2 separate regions of the Macaca mulatta genome follow, and region 1 is linked to region 2. The links are chromatin contacts, called in public Hi-C maps. All regions are on one chromosome and are shown on one strand. The core of a region is the stretch at or near the end of the contact, and the rest is flanking DNA. Distances in the headings are between cores, read along the strand shown.

Region 1 (2,986 bases), core at 87-2,586, 130 kb before region 2:
GAAGGAGTGAAGCAGTGAAAACGTGGAATACGTGAAAATGTCCGAGCTTGAAACAAAATACGGTAGTGCGTTTACATCACTGCATTCTCCAAGGAGAACTGTCATTGCTACCTTTTAAGGTTCATCACAAAAGCAGTGGCTCCTTTACATCTCACCCTTAAAAACACCTTCAGGAACCAAGCTGGGTTCTCCAAATTCACTTGAATCTGGCTTAAGCCAATGTGGCTTTTTTAAAACAAGTGTTGGCAGCTTTAAATACACACATAGGTCCACGTGTCTCTGATCACACACTTGTTTCTACCGTTTTAAACTCCCTTTGGGGACTTGGGGGTGAGGGGCAATTTCTGAGCATTTGTAGGGGAAAAACCCCATCCACTACGTTAGGAGCTTAAGAAAAAGGTAAATGGGAGATAACTCTAACCACCAGGTAGAAGTATTTATTTCCATGAGTTTTCATTTCTGTTTTCACCTGTGTGAACACCGCCCCTCTCGTCGGAGGCCGCACGTGGCCCCCGTGCCCACCTGTCCGCGCGAGGCGGGCCTCACCTGAGCGGCCGGGCACGCCCCGTCCCCGCACGGCTACCCACCCCGGGCAGGTACGCGTCACCTGTCCATCCACCTCGCTACCTTCTCTCTGCCACCAAAAGCCTTAAAAAAAACAAGGCGCAGAGGGTCTGGGAGACCCCATCACCCGGACTCAGCTTCTCTAAACGCGGGGGTGGGGGTCCAGGGACCCTCCCGTGCCACCCGCATGGATTGTACACGAGGGCGGGGGACAGCGACATCCCCGGGGCCCTCGGCGACGAGGCCGCCCGGGGGCGGGGGCCGCGGGCCGGGGGCGGCGGAGACCCTGCGCCGCGCCCACGGGCGAACGGGGCCCGGCAGCCCCGCGGCCCCGCGCTGGGCCTGGCCGCGGGCAGGCGGGGGGCGCGAGGCCGGGGGCGGGGGCGCGGAGCCCGGCCAGGAGCGCCCGCGGCGGCGGGACCCGGCGGGCGGGCGGCGCGCAGGGCGATCCCGGAGCGGCTCCGGGAAATCCAGCCGGGTTTTGACTCCGATCGCCAACGGTGCCCGCAGCCGGCGAATGTAACAAAGAACAGTCGGCATGGCGGCTGGACCGGGGCGGCGCGCGACTGCCGGGCGCGGGGGGCGGGGGGCGGCGGGCCCGGGGCGCGCCGGGGCTCGCGGGGGTGGCGGGCGCGGACCGGGGCCGGCGGGGCGCGCGCCGGGGCGGGCGGCGGGCGCAGGGCCCGGAGCTTTACCTGCCTTTGGAATGTGCAGAGCGGGATCGGATCCGGACTCCGGGTTGCGATCCGCTCCGGAAACTGCGCAGCACCGGAAGCCGGGGGGCGGTGGCGGGGCATGGCGGGACTTGTAGTCCGCGGCCGGGCGCGAGGGGCGCAGGCGAGACGCTGGCGCGGCCGGGGGTCCTGCGGGTGGGACTGCGGGGCGCGGGCTGCGTGGACTGGGCAGCGGGCGCGCGCGGGGCGGGACTGGCCGGAGGGAATTCCGCGCGCGGCCCCCTCCCACGTGGCACGGCCCCGCGGCCCACGCTCGCAGGCAGTTCCGTCCACCTCTCCCCGGACGCGTTTCTTGCGGGGTTGGGGAGTGGTGGCGGTGGATGGGTAGAGTGTTTCTCTAGAACAGGCCTGGGACTTGCCCCCATTCACGGTGACCTCTGGATTTGGCCGGCGGGGCCCTGGGACACGAGCTCTGTGCCCGCGAGGGGCCGGGAGGGGAGTCGGGCCGGGCGGGCTCCGCCACGCGACTGGTGAGCACGGGGCCAGCCGCGGGCCTGGCTCTCCATTCTTCCCTGGGGGCCTGTGTCGCCTCTCTTGACCCCCTCCACCAAGTGTGTGTGCCATCACAAAACGTGAGACGGAGAAGGGACAGACTTTTCACCTTAGTCCTGGCCGCCCACATTCAGAGTTCATTGCTGCCTGGCAAAAACCTCCATTCGTAAAGATAAGTGATGACCCGGGGAAAATGATTTTAAATTGATACCACAAAAGGGCTCGTTTCCCTCATGTATGTGAAACTCTTGTGAACCAATAAAAATATATATGTATATAGAAAAATGAGCAAAGTATATGGATGGACAGTTTGTAGGAAATTCAATGGTTCTTAAGCATATAAGCTATTCAACTATGCTGTAATAAGAGAAAAAACAAAGTCGCAGTGAGATCATTTTTATTAGATTAGCAAAGATTTTTTTAAACGTTTAATAGCGCCTGGACAATATAGCCAGACCCTGTCTCTAAAAAACTTAGCTGGGCTCGGTGGCACGTACCTGTAATCTCAGCTACTCAGGAGGCTGAGGCAGGAGGGTCACTTGAGTCCCACAGTTTGAGGCTGCAGTGAGTTGTGATCGTGCCACTGCACTCCAGCCTGGGCAACAGAGTGAGACCCTGTCTCAAAAAACAGGAAAAAAAAAAAAAGTTTAATAGCATAATTTTGACTAGAGAAACAAGCTCTCTCCTTTGCTGGTAGGAGAATAAATTAGTATAGCTTCCATTCAGATAATTTGTGGATATCCATAAAAATTCTAAATGCACGTAGCCTTTGACCCACATGCAGGAATGATGCCAGAGACGGACTCACTTGTATGAATGGCATATGTATAAAGGTTAGTCATAACTATGTGCCATCCCATGGGAAGTGTTGGATGCACCTGGGCACATACATAAGCTGCAACACCAGGCAGCCGGAGACAGATTAGGCAAGTTGCTCTGTGAAGGCTGATTTATCTGCCTGGCCCAGCATTCTACAGTGGCTTCCATGCTGCTCTACAGTAGGCCATCCCATGGCCCCCCAGACCTTTCTGGAGCATCTCCGGCATCCATCGTCTCCCTGCTTGTCCCCACCCGGGACTTCACGCCTCCCTCCAGCCTCCTGTCCCTCAAGCCTGTTCCCAATGCCTTCCGTACTCCATCAGACACTTCCCAGGTTTTCCACAACCTTCTCTGTATTCAGGTCTCCGCCCAACCCC
Region 2 (3,235 bases), core at 217-2,716:
TGATCTGCTTTTACATGTGTCTCCCTCAAGGGGCTCCCTAAAGAAAGAACCCTTGCTTGCATGCCTGTATCCCTGATGCCCAGCACAAGGCCTAGCAAGCTAGGTATTGGGCAAAGAGAGAAATCATCAAACTTGAGGCTCAAGACCTGGACTAGCTCACCTTTATTTCTCCAGCATCCGTTACTGAGCCCCAACACGGGGCAGTATTCTTTGCTTTTTCTATCAGACCTTGTGACTTTAATCACTACTGGACGGTGACTCCCAAATCTGTATCTCTGCTTAGACTCTTGAGGCTCCACCCTCTCAGGTACCTACTGAACAGTTCCATCACAGTATATCCTCAGGTCCAGCATGGTACTTAAACTCCACACCTCTCGTCCCTGCTCCCACATCTGCTTGTCCTCACATATTCCCGATTTACTTTGGTGTGTTGCCAGCCCCTAAGTTTCCAAAACCAGAAATCTCTTCTCTTTCCCTTATAGCCTATCACTGCGACCTGGTCAAACGTAGCTCTTAAATAGCTTACGATCTGCTCTCTCTACTTCCATTGGCTTTAGGGACAACTAAAATTGTCCCTTCTGCTGGGCGCAGTGGCTCATGCCTGTAATCTTAGCACTTTGGGAGGCCAACTGGGGTGTGGATCACGAAGTCAGGAGATCTCAAGACCATCCTGGCCAACAGGGTGAAACCCCTTTCTCTACTAGGAAAAAAAAAAAAAATTAGCTGGGTGTGGTGGTGGGCGCCTGTAATCCCAGCTACTCGGGAGACTGAGGCAGAAGAATCGCTTGAACCCAGAAGGCGGAGGTAGCAGCGGGCCGAGATCATGCCATTGTACTCCAGCCTGGGGCAACAAGAGTGAAACTCCGTCAAAATAAAAAAAAAAAAAAAAGGAAAAGAAAAAATTGTCCCTTTAATTATCTCATTTCCATCGAGACCTTCTTAATTACCCCAATTTTGTTATTTACAATTTTTCCTTACCAGTGTACACATCTAATATTCCCTCCTAAATAGTGTAAGTTACTAGAGGGCAGGGGTTATATCTTCTTCAATTTCTGTTTCAACAGAATGAAGCACATTATACTTTCAATAGTGTTAAAAAGGAAAAATAAACAAAAAGTTACTTTTAAGTAAACCAGCACTTCAAATTTCGACTTTCTTTTCAACATCGATATTTAGGGGTGCTTAAACTTAATGACTACTAGTCCTTAGAGATCATGATTTACACCTTCAAGTACATGAGGAAAGCTTTAAAAGATAATTTTCCAAGAGAAATCTTTCTAAAATGGATTAACCCACTTTCTTGTCTTCTTAAACAAGGTATGAGGACCATAATGTAAGCTGCTTAATTGAGCGCTCAGGGTCATCATGTGAACAATCGCTGGACTATGCTGTAATACACGCGTGCCCTCGGAGGCTCGGTGCCAGGGCTGCGAGTGCTTGCACGAAAGGAAAAACCCCAGGCCGTGTGAAGTCTAACTTTCCCCCTCCTCTTGCTCAGGCAATCCCACCGGGATACCTGTCTAAACACACCCCGCCTCCGAACGCGCTCTCTGGCGGAATTCTCCTGAACCGCAGAGCCCTCGTGGCTGGAAGCGCATAGCAACCGGGGGCAGAGTGCGAGCCCCCAGGGGTGTGCTAGGATGGAAAGGCAGGAGCCTCTGAGGATGGACTACTGGGCGTGTTCCCGAAAAGCCGGGAAGAGATGTGGCGGCGCTGCCGCAGGGTCTCTAAGGCCGGCACGGACTGCGTCTTGACTCCCTGCCCCTACAGCCGCAGACCTCGGCCGGGGGAAGGGGCTCCTCCAGCGGGGAGACGGTCGCCGGCCGAGCAGCAGAGCTCCTGGCCAGCGGAGGGTGCTGTGCTCTGCGGGACCGCCGAGAAGTCCCAGACAAGGTCTGCAGGGGGTCTGGAGGGGAAGGAACGCGCAGCGAGGTCCAAGCGTCCGCGGGAGGGGCCGGGCGGGGAGGCGGGGAGCGAGCGTCCGGCGGGCACCGAGCGGTCACGCTCCGGCCACTACGCCGAGGACCGGGCGGCGGGGCTGGGTCCCGGACCGTGAAGGGAGCGGCGGGTCGCGGCAGGTGCGGGGTCCCCAAGGCCACCGGCCAGCTTCCGCACGCACCTCGCGGCCCGGACCGCCGGCCCCCAACCCCTGCCCAGAACGGGAGAACGCGCCCTTCTCCACGAGGCATTTCAACCGCTCCGCGCGAGGGGCGCGCGCCTGGGCCAAGCGAGTCCCCTACCCCGGGGCAGCTCGGCCACGGTGACGAGTGAAGCCCGCGAGGGAATGGAGCATGCGCATTCGCGAGGGCGAGGCCAAGTGCGGGCAGGGAGTATGCGCAGTGTGAGGGTACAATCGGCTACGTGGGAACCCGGGGCATGCTCGGTGAGCGCCCAGGCCCCGCGCACGCGCAGAAGCGCTCGGAGCCCGCAACCCGCTGGTGGAGAAAAAAGAGGAGAGAAATCACCTCAGAGTTACGTCAGGAAAGGCCGCGTTTTGCGGGGAGGCTGTAGCCTCCCAGGGGGCCCCGCAGTTCTCCTAGAGCGAGGGGCGTGACAGTTACTCACCGGTCTTCAGCCCCGAGGCAGACGCCGGGCCCCTTTCCGCTCACACTCGGCTCGCGCGCGCCGCAGCCGCCGCTGCCGCTGTGATTCCATCCATCTTGAATTTGACGTCATCCCACACCAGGGATGAGGTCATCGCAGGCAGCGCTCGTCACGTGCGCGGCACTCTGATTGGGCGCCGGGCGCCGGAGGGCGGGGCGGGAGGGGCTCGCGGCGCTGGGGGCCGGGGAGGGCGGGCCTGTCGGCAGCCGCTCGCCGAACGGACGCCTCCGCGCTGCAAGCCCGCGCCCTCGGTCCCTGAGGGGAGCCTGCGGCGGCCCTGAGGGGAGGCGGCTCGGCTGGTGGCCACGGCGAGGAGACCGAGCGCCCCGGCCAGGTGGAGTCCGTCGCGGCGAGTAGCGCGCCGATTCTCAGGGAATTTTGCCGCCTGCCGGAGGCGCCCTTGCCGCGGGGTCGCCCCAGGTCATTCCGCCGCGGTCCTGCCCGGCTGGGCCGCCCCTAGTCCCCGCTTCCGGCGCGGCGGGATGCGTGGCGCGGCCGCTTAGTTCCTCGGAGGGGAGGACGCGCTCCCATGCACCGGTGGACGGTGGGCGACGCCCCGAGCCGACTACCTTGACAGCGATGGGAGCGACGCGCGGCTTCCTGACGGGCGCGGGCGGCGAGCGGGGCCCTG

The links. A called contact is a pair of places that touch in the nucleus more often than the background predicts.
Region 1: a Hi-C map of liver shows a contact between it and region 2, with 3 times the contacts expected there. The contact joins the promoter of PRDM15 here to the promoter of UMODL1 in region 2. A contact is called at or near these places in 3 of 14 Hi-C or Micro-C datasets (cortical neurons, fetal cortex germinal zone and liver).

The regions. Positions count from the first base shown.
Region 1 is chr3:5,614,278-5,617,263 of T2T-MMU8v2.0, reverse strand. It overlaps PRDM15 (PR/SET domain 15), which reads right to left and starts at 1,336. Exons shown (of 24, transcript XM_077995726.1): 1 at 1,260-1,336.
Region 2 is chr3:5,481,357-5,484,591 of T2T-MMU8v2.0, reverse strand. It overlaps UMODL1 (uromodulin like 1), which reads left to right and starts at 1,466. Exons shown (of 22, transcript XM_077995719.1): 1 at 1,466-1,893. ZBTB21 (zinc finger and BTB domain containing 21) reads right to left here and starts at 2,674. Exons shown (of 4, transcript XM_077995725.1): 1 at 2,566-2,674.